Linked DNA regions of Gossypium hirsutum: region 1 is linked to region 2. A link is a contact called in public Hi-C data. All regions are on one chromosome and are shown on one strand. The core of a region is the stretch at or near the end of the contact, and the rest is flanking DNA. Distances in the headings are between cores, read along the strand shown. Region 1 holds the start of LOC107897926. Region 2 holds the start of LOC107897924.

Region 1 (6,032 bases), core at 2,179-4,678, 210 kb after region 2:
TTATTTTATAACAATTTAATCTTAAAATTGGTTTGAAACCCGAACAATTCTACAATCATCCAATGCATTTGACATTTTAGCTTATTTGTTCATGCCAAGCTGATAAATTCCCACCTACTTATTTGAAGGAATCTTTAGATTTATAGAGTAATTAATGAATAGTATAACAATGTGCCATATCGATTTTAAGTTTGATGAAAATTAATCCTTTCTAAAATAGATTTAGATTACTTAGCAAAGGAAAAAAAATTATATATAAAACCCCCCATGCAATTTTATAATAACCAACAAAAAGATGAAACCAAACAGCTAAGGGCACAACTATGAGACAGATACATGTATCGAACAAAGTCACCCCTTCAAGAAGAGGCTTTCAAATACTAATTAATTAGCCTACAGATAGAAAACATATTGTACAAAATTTTGTAATGTATATATGACCAAATTTAACAACTTATCGACCTTTGTATTGGCCTTCGGATCTACCATCATACTGCTTAGTGTACACACGGTGCCTTCTCTCTCTTGCATAGATTACCCAGAAGATCAATGACAGCATCACAGCAGCCGATACAATTACTAATCCGATGTAGATCCATTGACTATAGTGCCGCAGATCGGGACAATAATCATGACTGATATCCGTGAACGCATCCCGTACAAATGTGCAGTCTTGCAAGTTAACCAAGAACGGACCATAGCGATACAAACCATAACTCACATTCACTGCTGCCGACATCTGAGTGTAAAATTGAAGGGTTAACCGCCCAGGTGTAGAACATACTCCAGAGCCCGAAACCTCACATATATACTTCTTCCAAACCTGTTTGAAACAGATATCAAGTTATTAATTAATTGTGTGTTCTGTGCATATGGTGCATGTTACGTATGTATGGCCAAGAAATTAAAACTTCATATATTTAGAAAAGCTATCCTTATTACCTCTGTGGCATTATGCAAAGTAACTTCACCAAATGCACAGTCTCTGTTTGTAAGATTCGAATGAAATGGATTGCAGAGAACTGGCACCAATGGACCAGATTGATTAAAATATAATGGTGCCAATGCTGGTGGGAAATTTCGGTTGAAAACATTATTGATGACACCATTCACGACATTTACAAGTTGATGAGTGACATTCTTGGATCGTGACAAGGTCTCTTGGGCTGTTGCATTGTCCACACAGGGAAGAATGTCATCCAATGCGGTATGGGCAGTGGGATTCTGGACCCATTGATCCATGGCAACACATGCATCTCCAGCAACACTGAATCACAGGATACAATTTTAAGCCAAGTGTAATAACAGTCTCAAGCTCACATCATCTTAAGCTTATCATCAATAACATATTTGTAAACCATTATATGGCCGAAAGTTGAAAAACAGATTTGAACAATAAACAAGCATGGAATAAGAGAAATTGAGCAGAACATACTTGTGGAGGAGGTGAAATACTCCGCATAAAATAAATGTACCAGTAACAAGAATCCAGCCAAGGATGACTAGCCTGCATTCATTAATCATACAAGTGATTGATAAAGGAAGTTCGGTTTAGTAACATATGGACCTTCCCGAGTTATACCATTAATTACAGCGTCAAATACATTAATGATACTTCACTTACGTGTAAACCAGGCACTGCAATCCAAGAATGGAGAATACTGCAGCCAGTTACCAAAATAAAAGTATAAAGTTAGATGATATTGAGATAATCTAATTACTAAGAATCATGGAGCAATGATCACAACAATAATATAACTTACAGAATCCGAGAAATGCCAAAAAGAGCATCACAGCAGCAAGAATGATGAGAGCCAATCTCCTGCAGAATTTAGCATGAGATGAGTTCCATGATCAGCTCTGAGATTATTCTAATTTCATCCTAAAAGCTTCAACTTACATTCTGTCTAAGCCATGTTGAATTTTTTCTTTATTATCAGCCGTTTGATGAGAAAGAGTTGAAGCCGAAGAGTTTATCTTCCTATCGATATCATCAATGCTTTTTTGGACATCTAATGGCAAAATAGCTGAATCCACGCTAATTTTCTTAGCTGCAGAAAGATAATCTGACACATTCCTGAGGTTTTCAGCAGTGAGATCTGCCTTACTAACCGCATAATCCAGTGTGTCTGTTGTACTGCCATGAAATTTTCCCTGACCAGTGTACAGCACGACACACCCGGCACTGTAATATGAAGTTATATATGGAGTGAGCAATTTTACGGTTACTCAAAACATACATATCTCAAAAGTTCAGCACGAAAAGAGTGTTGGTACATTGCAGCAATCGTGAAGAGTATGAGGAAAATAAGGGATAGCGCATAAGCTGTCCGAGAGTAGCCATAAGAATTTAGTTGACAGCAGCAATGACGGATGCATATGATGAACAAGCATAGTGCGAATATCACAAACCAGACTGCAGCAATGACAAAGAAAGGAGCCGCCGTAAAACCCACAGACTGCATTATCAGACATGAAAACTTTATAAGTTTTCTAAGTACCAGCGACTGGCAAGATAATTTGATTCATTGAGATTGACATAACAGAAAAAAGAAAACAGAACCGAATCAATGATCAGGGAAGAACCTAAGGGAAAAACAGGATTACAGAGAATAAAGTGTTCTTAATAAGCATCAAAACCAATTACAAACACATAAAGGTAGGAAATTTCTAGGAAAAATCATACGAATATCAGATAAAACTGTGGAAATTAAAGGCCTGCATACACCAAACACAAGCAAACCAGCCAACAACATATAAAATTCATGATTCCAGGCTGCATGCATCAATTTATCAAAAAAAGTGAACAAGGGAAGAAACTGACAGCCCAGTAGTGTTCATTGCTGATATTCCAGCCACCAGTGTACTTGTGAAAGTCATTAAGAGGGTCTCTCCTGTAAGTCCTTTTTTCAGCCAAAATCAAAGACGAGTTGTTGTCTCCTTCACTTCCCTCTGCAAGGTTCCTCCTTTCTGTCTTCCTCCATGCTAACACTTCACTCTGCTCTCTCTCCCCAAACACAAAACTTCTACAATACCCTATAAAAAATTGATTTAAAAAAAAACCCAGAAATAAAAACCAAAACTTTCATTGAAATAATAATAATCAGTACCTGAAATATTCAAAGTCTGGACATTTAAAGCTTGAGAACCTGTTTCATGTCCAAAAAGAAACAAAGAAAAAAAGAAAAGAAAAAACAATGCATAAGGGTTTGATCTGAAACAAAACATTATGTATTTTTATTTTTATTTTTATTTTCCCTTCTCTGTGTTTCTTTGGGGGTTCAATATTCTTAAGAATGTTTTTGAATGTGTGTGTGAGAGAGAGAGAGAGGGGAAGATAAAAGAGAGTTAATTGCAATAGTAAGAGGTTGATGCAATGTAGTACATGAAGCTAACCTTACGGTTAGGGAAAAAATATGATTTATTTATGTTTTATACAACTTGGTAGGTCCCTTTATATATTGTCTGTATCTTTTTTTATTTTTACCGAAATACCCTTCTAATTGAACTTGAAGGTGAAGCTGTGAAGCCTGAAGTTGCTTTTTCATATTAAATTTCCTTTTATTATAAGTTGATTAAAGGATGCTTTTTGCTGAGTCAGTTGTTTTGCTTTGCTTTTGGGCATTATTTTTATTCTTGAGCAAGTTATCCTATTTTACTCCAAAATATTTGTTGGATGATTTAGTTTGATTTTGATGAATAATAATAATAATTTATGGGCTCGCTGCCATACCTTCTAATTCCTATGTTGGTAAATTTCTTTAATATGACTCCTTTGCCCTTTTAACAAAATGAACAGAGAATGTTTCTCTTTTTGAAAAATAGACTCTGCACAATCAACCTTAATAAATGCTTTCAAAGTTGATCAAATGCATTTTAAGTTTTTGACCTTTGCAATAATCTTGTGACATTTTTCAAATTTATTTGAATACATTAAAATTTACCCAACCTAACTGCCCTACCCATTATAACATTACACATCACCAACAAATATTTACTTAATCAACTGTTTACCTCTTTAAAAAATATTTGTAGCAAAAGAAATATATATATTTGTAAAGACCAAAAAAAGGAAAGCATGTGCTGATTAAATTTGTTAAACCACCACAGGGTGTACTCCATTATATATTATGCTTAAGAGAGTCCACTTCATACCCATTAAAATATTATTAAGAGATTCTTATTTTTGTACAAAAGCCAAAACCAACAAACAAGAAAAGGCCACAGACATACCAAAACCTTTGCCATTTCTATTCTACTCTTTTTCAATCCTATATGATTTTTTTATAAATTAAAAATAAATAATACATAATATATAAATTAATATTTTTATAAATAAAAAATTGAAAATAATATAGTAGAAAGTAAATTGTAATATTAAAATAAAATAAAATAACATACATTTATTATAATAATTGTTCATCATAAGTACGAAAGATGTTTACATTAAATTGATTGGATATGAAATCTATTTACATTAAACTAATAAACACATTTAATGATAGTGATTAAAAAATTTATTGAGATCTTATATGGTAAATCCTTTTTACATTTTTTAAAAAAAATCTATCACATATGTTTACAATTTCATGTATAATAAAAAGAAAATATAAAAAAGTACTTGTTTCGCACATAATAAACAATTTATAAAAAAGAGTTAATTAAAATAATCTTACATATTTATCTTCGGTATCATTGTTGTTTGAATATTTAATTTTGAGATGCTGATGCTAGTAATGAATGTTATTTATTGATTCAAATTCAAATTCAAATTCAATATATATATATAACTCTAAAACTAAATAAGTAATAATTATAAGACAAAATCAACTTGTTTATATATACTTAAACTTCTATTCAAGTTATAACTTTATTTTATTATGTTAATAAATATGGAAATAAAAAAAGTTTACTTATAAAAAATTAAAAATAATTTAGAATTTTTAAAATAATATTTTAACCATTATTATTAATTATTTTAACTTATTGATAATAACTCTTAGACTTAATAAATTTATCATAATTTACTTTTAAATAAAATTATAATTAATAATTTTAAATTAAATTATAAATATTTTAAATATAAATTTAGTAGTATGATAAAATAAATAAATGATATTCTCATCAAGTTATATTATATTATTATAAATTATTCCATTCATCATATGGACCACCATAGAGTTTTGGGGCACACGGCTTTTAAACGAAACGTGTTTAGCTGTCTCTAATATTTATTATTTAATGCTGTTAATAACAATTAATTAAATTTTATTTTATAATTAAATAATAAAATATTAATCCTAGATTGTTTTTAAAAAGAAAATAGAGAATATTACTTTGATCGACGCCATGATATTTATTTCATAAAAAGAAGATTGCTTTAATCTTATAAATTTAATATTTTTTAATGTTTACATCTTTTGTTAATTTTATCTTTATTATTATTTAATTAAATTTAGCTTCAAAAAGAGTTGTTTAATGGAAATATTTATTAGAATATTAATTTTTTAAAACATGTTAATACAATGTATATTTTATATTTTTATAATTATTTGTTGGCATGATATATAAAACAAACAATATCATATTAGTAGTACACATAGATTATCATGTAAATTGTGACGTCAAAATTACTAAAAATTTAATGTTGTAAACAATATTTTTATTTAAAATAACAGTAAAATTTAAATTAATAAATATTAAAAGATAAATTAATTATTTTGATTAATCAATTTCACTGTATAAACGTTACTTTCTATGTTATTTTGGAAGTGATCAAACATTCAGAAATGTGTATAGCCTCTCCATTTCCCACATATTCTTTGATATATTTTTTTGGTTGGGTTTTATTTTTATATTGACTAGAATTTGAAGTTGGGAATATTGATGTGAGAGCTGACATGATCTGTTTTACACTTGTAGCTTCATTCTTGGAGAATTGTGTTCACATTTTAAGAAGGAAAAGAAATCTAGTTTTTGTGGACACCTCACTCTCTCACCATATAATAAAAGATGAAGGTTTAGCAAGAGAC
Region 2 (5,925 bases), core at 200-2,699:
CTTTTCCAGAAAAGGACAGAGGCAAATGAAGAGCGCTAACACCAGTGTCTGCTTGATTGAATTCTAAAGTTTGAGGTTGGAGTTGAAAAAAATTAGTGTTGGGAAAATTTTGTTTGATTCAATTCCAAATTTGAACAATGATACCTAAAGATCTCATTAAAGAAATGATACAGCATTAACTTCGTTGAACCTTAAGGCAATTTTAATATCTATATATTGTTTTTAAAAAGACCGATTAGTCGGGTCGATTGGATTAGAAATCAATCAATTCAAAATAAAGAGTTGAATCAATATGTTTTATTTTTTAAAAATTATAATTTTTTAGATAATTTATTCAATTATATTAGGCAAACTAATTAAATTAAAAATTAATGGTATAACCAGTTGGACTATTAATCAGAATTTAAAAACCTTGTTTCATAAAAAAAAAGAAAAAAAAGTGAATTAGAACTTTTTATAATTTAAATTCAGTGCACCCCAAAGCAGTCTAAAAGAAACAGATGGAGACATAAAATTTGATACGCTTTACCCACCCTTGCATTTCTCCTCCATAAATACTGCTTTCTTAGCTGCCTCTTTATTATTTTGAAATGCTTTATTCGGTCCACTACCCAAATTTGATTAATTCAACCAAAATACTAATAATTGCGTTCAGCATGCATTAAGTTATAAATTGACTATATTCATGTTAAGTGTATATTCCTATATTCGGGTTAAAGCTGTTGTGTTTCATATGCTTAAGGATATCCTTTTTCAAACCTCTATCTGAATTTTAGGTCCTTTTCACCGAAATTCATACATACCTGCTCACTAAAAACATGTTTTCCCACAGATCCCAGATACAATATATATGATTTTTAACTGTTTATGATTGGCTCATCATTTTTGGGTAGGTTATTGAATTAAATAACCTTCAATGTCACCATTTTTGTTGGTCCTTGTAGCTTTTAAGCTCTACACTAACCATTGCTCATAACAGTGACCAAATATCAATAGCTTTTAAGCTCTACACTAACCATTGCTCATAACAGTGACCAAATATCAATAAATCACAGTTACATCTTTTAATAGCGTCGAACTAAAATTTCATCACAAGAAATCTAAAATTTTTGTGAACGTACGGTTCTTCCAAATGAATCAGTGTGTTAACTGAAACAGGCAAATTAGGTAGGCATAGCAAAGATTAAATTCTGAGATAAAGAGGCTGTTGGTTGAAAGTTATGGGCCATATTTAAGCAACCATTCCCTATCATGTTTATGGGAAAAAGGTCAGCCTAGCCTACATCATTAAGTCCTTTTTGCCAGCGCCTTAAGCTTAACGCCAATATGCACCTGTAATCCAGACCTAGAAAAAGGAGAAAAAGTTTATTGTAATGCCCAAAGGAACCCTACAATAAAAAAACAAAAATAAAAAAACAAGGTGGGTAAGTTCCTAAAGACATTTATATTTCACTATTTCATTTGGTGTCATTCTCAAATTTCTATTAGAGCAACCAGAGAGAGAGAGAGAGAGTTCACAATCCCTATACACCCACCACATTTATTTACTCTTTCACCTTTCTTATCTCTTTTTTATATATACCCCCTTGGAGGGTTGGACCACCCACGTGAAACCATTACAACACCGCAAACCTCCAATCTTTTCAGCGTCCTATGGCATAAGCCAAGCTCCATTGCCATGGATTGGTACTCTTGGTTGTCAAAAACTGCCCTTGAGCCCTCACTTATCTATGACTATGGCCTTGCCTTCTCCCGTAATGAGCTTCAAAAAGAGGATTTAGCCTACTTCAATCATGAGTTTCTTCAGAGCATGGGCATATCAGTTGCCAAGCATAGGCTTGAGATTCTCAAGCTTGCTAGGAAGGAAGTTGGAGAAACCCCTAATAGCCTGTCCAAGCTCATTTTGGCAATCAACAAAACCAGAAAGAGCTTTAACAAGTATGTTAACAAGTTGGTTCACCATGAGAATAACTCGATTAAGCTGCTGCCGGAGCCGGGTCGTTATCGAGATCAGTGGAGAGGAGGATTGACAAGGAAGTGCAACAGTGAGAAGGAGGTGAACATTGAGCAGCCAGTGCGGAGAACCAGGAAGATAGCAAAATCTGGCCCCCTGGATTGTAGAGTACAAGAGAAGTTGCTTGCCCCTCCTAGGAGCCTAAAATTGTCAGGGCCACTAGACAGAAAAATGCAGGAGAATCTGGTGTTCAACTATAAGAGCCCTGTGACATCTGGTCCTATTGATATTGCAATTGCACAAGAGAGGTTGATTCTCACAACAAATAGGAGCCCAAAACTATCAGCACCTCTTACTTATGTAAGACCTCCAAGCCCAAAGATTCATGGTGACTACTACAAGGAAAAGACAGGCAGGGACTATGGTGATCAGACATTATGGGCTGCAATGTTTCAGGACATGAAACCCACTTGACTTCACGACATGTCTTTCATAGTTTTCAGTGGAAAGGTAAGATACATGTCATTCAGATGTTTCCTTCCACTCAGAGGGGCTTCCCTATATGCCTTTGCATCTGAACCTGATTCTGATATAAGGTTAGGGTGTCCCAAAATTAGTATACTAAAGTCGTGTTGGACGGTTTTATTTATCATCAACACGCATCTCATAGTTTTATACTCATTTTGAGTTCATTTCAGCTAAATTTTCGAAATTTATGGTTTGGTAGGATGTTTTTGAGTTGTAAAATCCTTCATTTTGGAAACCTTCATGTCCTTGTAATGAAAAAAGAAAAATAAACCATAGATTGTGTGCTGTGAGCTTTCTTCTAATTTCTGAGTTTGCAACTGTTTGGGAACAAGTTCCTGAACCAACTATTCTTAGTTTCATTTGCTGATATCCTGAGCAATGGTATGAAAATGAGCAGTAATACAAGGAACCAGATTCTTCTAGGTGATTTCCATATTTTCAGTAGTGTAAGAACGCTGTTCTATGTTGCTTGAAAGTAAAGTTTTGAGGTGCAGACATTAACTAGCTGCTTCACAAGTAGCAAACAAGTTTGATTTAGCTGCTCTGTAAAACAATAGTGTTATATTTCATCTGCCTGCAAGTGTCTCAAAAGTTGCGATCATTACCAACCTCTCTTATTCAATTTAACTAAATGTTGGTAACTCTCGGCATCTACATTCTTTAAATTCTTGTCTATAAATACAAATATAACTTTCTGTCTGTTCATTTAAACAAAGGGGCCACAGCCTACTGGCACATATAAAAAGCATGGTTAAAGGCTACACGTTTGCTTGTTTTGCAAGGATCCAGAGTTTTGATAGAACTTGGCAAAAGCTGATCAAAAGCCTGTTGAAAAGTTGTAGAACAGTTGGGATTTGGAGTTTTATTGCATTTGCCTTTGGTAGTTCCTTTATGAGTCCATATTACAATCCAAGTTGAAGGAGCTATTAGAATAAGAAGTCGGGAAAAGATGTATCTGATAAAAATTTGATTTGGTCTAAGTAAATTGATGAAGATATACTAGCTATTTCCGTTCTGTTTTCAGGCAAAATGAAGATAGTTTTATGGCATTTTGTGTTTGGAACCTAATGGTTCAATGCAAAATATAATACTTCATGTACAAAATCAATTAGAAAAAGAAGAGCCATTACTGCATTGGGTTTAAAAGTATTTAATAATTCCAGCTTGCATTAGCATCCTCCATAATCACAATACAGACCTACTTGCAAAGCCATTTATTAACAATGGTAATATGCCCCCATTATCAAGTTATCAACTACTCATCAACGCAATTCTAGACTAATTCTATAGCATGGATGTGTTTATGAGTAAATAGACAGGCATCTAAACATGAACTGCATTAAATAAAGTTTGTGAAGCAAAAACTTGCTAAAGTAAAAATAGAAATACCTAAGCTTAGCTCAATTGATTCATACAATACGGTGTCAGTAAGTTTGGGTTATATCAGCAACCCCATTTCTTATCTCTAAGCTGCAGCCTCCTTTATGTCAAAAAGAAAAAAAACATAGGTAGCCTAAGATGTGCTGCAAAAGTAGTCTTCCAAAATATCCCTTCCACACTCCGTCCCAAACAATCTTAGTGTAAGACCCAACCAATAAAGCCCAAGCATATTTGTAAGCTATGTTACTCAAATTCAAGCAGAGGTGTCAGATTTGGGTATGTATCTAAGGTCTCACTCTTCAATTGAGTTAAACTTAAGACAATGATACAACACAAAAAGATCAGGTAGAGGATATGCGTATGGGATCTAGTTTCATATATATTTAAACTAGTTTGTTATCATGTGCAATACATGAATTTGGTTGTATATATTAATTAAAAACGTATTGCACTTATTTATTAAAAACTTGTTGCAAAATTTCTAACCTTTCAAAAATATTATGATTGAAAAAATAAAAATAAAAAATAATTTTTTTTTTAGAATCTTGATAGTTTATATTATGATTTATGATTTATTTTAATTTATTTTTTTTAAATTGTTGAAAAATAAAATAAATGTGTTTGCAAACCGTATGCAAGTTCACTGTTTATATATGTGATCAAAAGTCCTTCAATCTAGCCTAGGAATATATGGACAACGATTGCCTAGGAATATATATGAGTTCAAAAGTCCTTCAATGAAGCTTTACTCTATAGGATATGATAGTAGATAACAGGTCATAAACATTTTTTTTATATATACTTTGTAACTCAAAGGTAGATAATCCTATACGCCTAATATCTCGACAAAATTTACAAAGCTGTTCCTAAACTAATAACGCGTTCAAGTAGACACTTCTTTCATATTAGTAATAAACATCATCAGCAAAATCAATGATAATCCTATCAATATGACGTATAGAAGAGCTTGTAGTATACTAATATGCTACATCACTTCTAATAGTGAGAAGGAAAAATAACAGAAGTACAAGTTTATATTTCCCAACATAAGCACAATAAAGGGCCACTACACCAAAACAGGCCTTTAGCGACACTTTTTTAGGGCTATAGCGGCGTTTTTTAGCGCCGCAAATACTGAAGCGCCGCAAAAAATGCCGCTACTGACTGCGTCGCTAACTTTAGCGGCGCTTTTATAATAAATGCCGCTAAAGATGAACACCTTTTGCGGCGTTTCTCTTTAAGCGCCGCAATAGACTATGGTCTTTAGCGGCGCTTACACAAAAAACGTCGCTATAGACCATAGTCTTTCGCGGCGCTATACAAAAAACGCCACTATAGATCATGGTCTTTTAGCGGCGTTTGTACATAAAACGCCACTATAGATCATGGTCTTTAGCGGCGCTTGGACAAAAAACGCAACTATAGACCGTGTTCTTTAGCGGCGATTGGACAAAAAACGCCACTATAGACCATGGTCTTTAGCGGCGCTTAGACAAAAAATGCCACTATAGACCATGGTCTTTAGCGGCGCTTAGCCAAAAAACGCCACTATAGACCATGGTCTTTAACGGCGCTTATACGAAAAACGCCACTATAGGCCGTGTTCTTTAGCGGCGCTTACCCAAAAAACGCCGCTAATTTTGGCAGATTTGAAAAGTTTTTTTTATATTTTCAGCCCTCTTGTAAAAACAAATCAGAATAAACCAAATCTAATCCAGCCAAAAGTAATACATCTATATAATATTTAAAATAAATGTCAATAAATAAAATAAAATTCGTATTATTCTTACAAAAATTGTAAAAGTTAAAATGATAATACCAAAGTCAAAATTGAAGTATATTTACACGATAGTCTAAGACGACGGTGGTTGCGACTGCTGAAATATCTTCATCATATTCTGAAGCTGCTGCTGGAGTTCATCGAACTTTTTACGCTGTTCTGCTTCCCTCGTTGCAGCCTCTAATTCCCTTGCTGCAGCCTCTGCTTCTCTCGTTGCTGCATCTGCTTTAAGCTGCTGCTGGAGTTCTTCATACTTTCGTTGAACCTCAGCTTCTCTCGCTGC

Evidence for each region. A called contact is a pair of places that touch in the nucleus more often than the background predicts.
Region 1: a Hi-C map of leaf shows a contact between it and region 2, with 2.5 times the contacts expected there. The contact joins the promoter of LOC107897926 here to the promoter of LOC107897924 in region 2. A contact is called at or near these places in 9 of 34 Hi-C or Micro-C datasets (callus and leaf).

Annotation. Positions count from the first base shown.
Region 1 is chrD08:24,996,640-25,002,671 of Gossypium_hirsutum_v2.1, forward strand. It overlaps LOC107897926, which reads right to left and starts at 3,429. Exons shown (of 9, transcript XM_016823533.2): 1 at 3,111-3,429; 2 at 2,825-3,036; 3 at 2,278-2,459; 4 at 1,901-2,185; 5 at 1,764-1,822; 6 at 1,625-1,661; 7 at 1,436-1,507; 8 at 943-1,267; 9 at 297-823. The coding sequence starts at 3,228. The coding sequence ends at 455.
Region 2 is chrD08:24,790,284-24,796,208 of Gossypium_hirsutum_v2.1, forward strand. LOC107897924 reads left to right here and starts at 1,450. Exons shown (of 1, transcript XM_016823531.2): 1 at 1,450-2,784. The coding sequence starts at 1,679. The coding sequence ends at 2,428.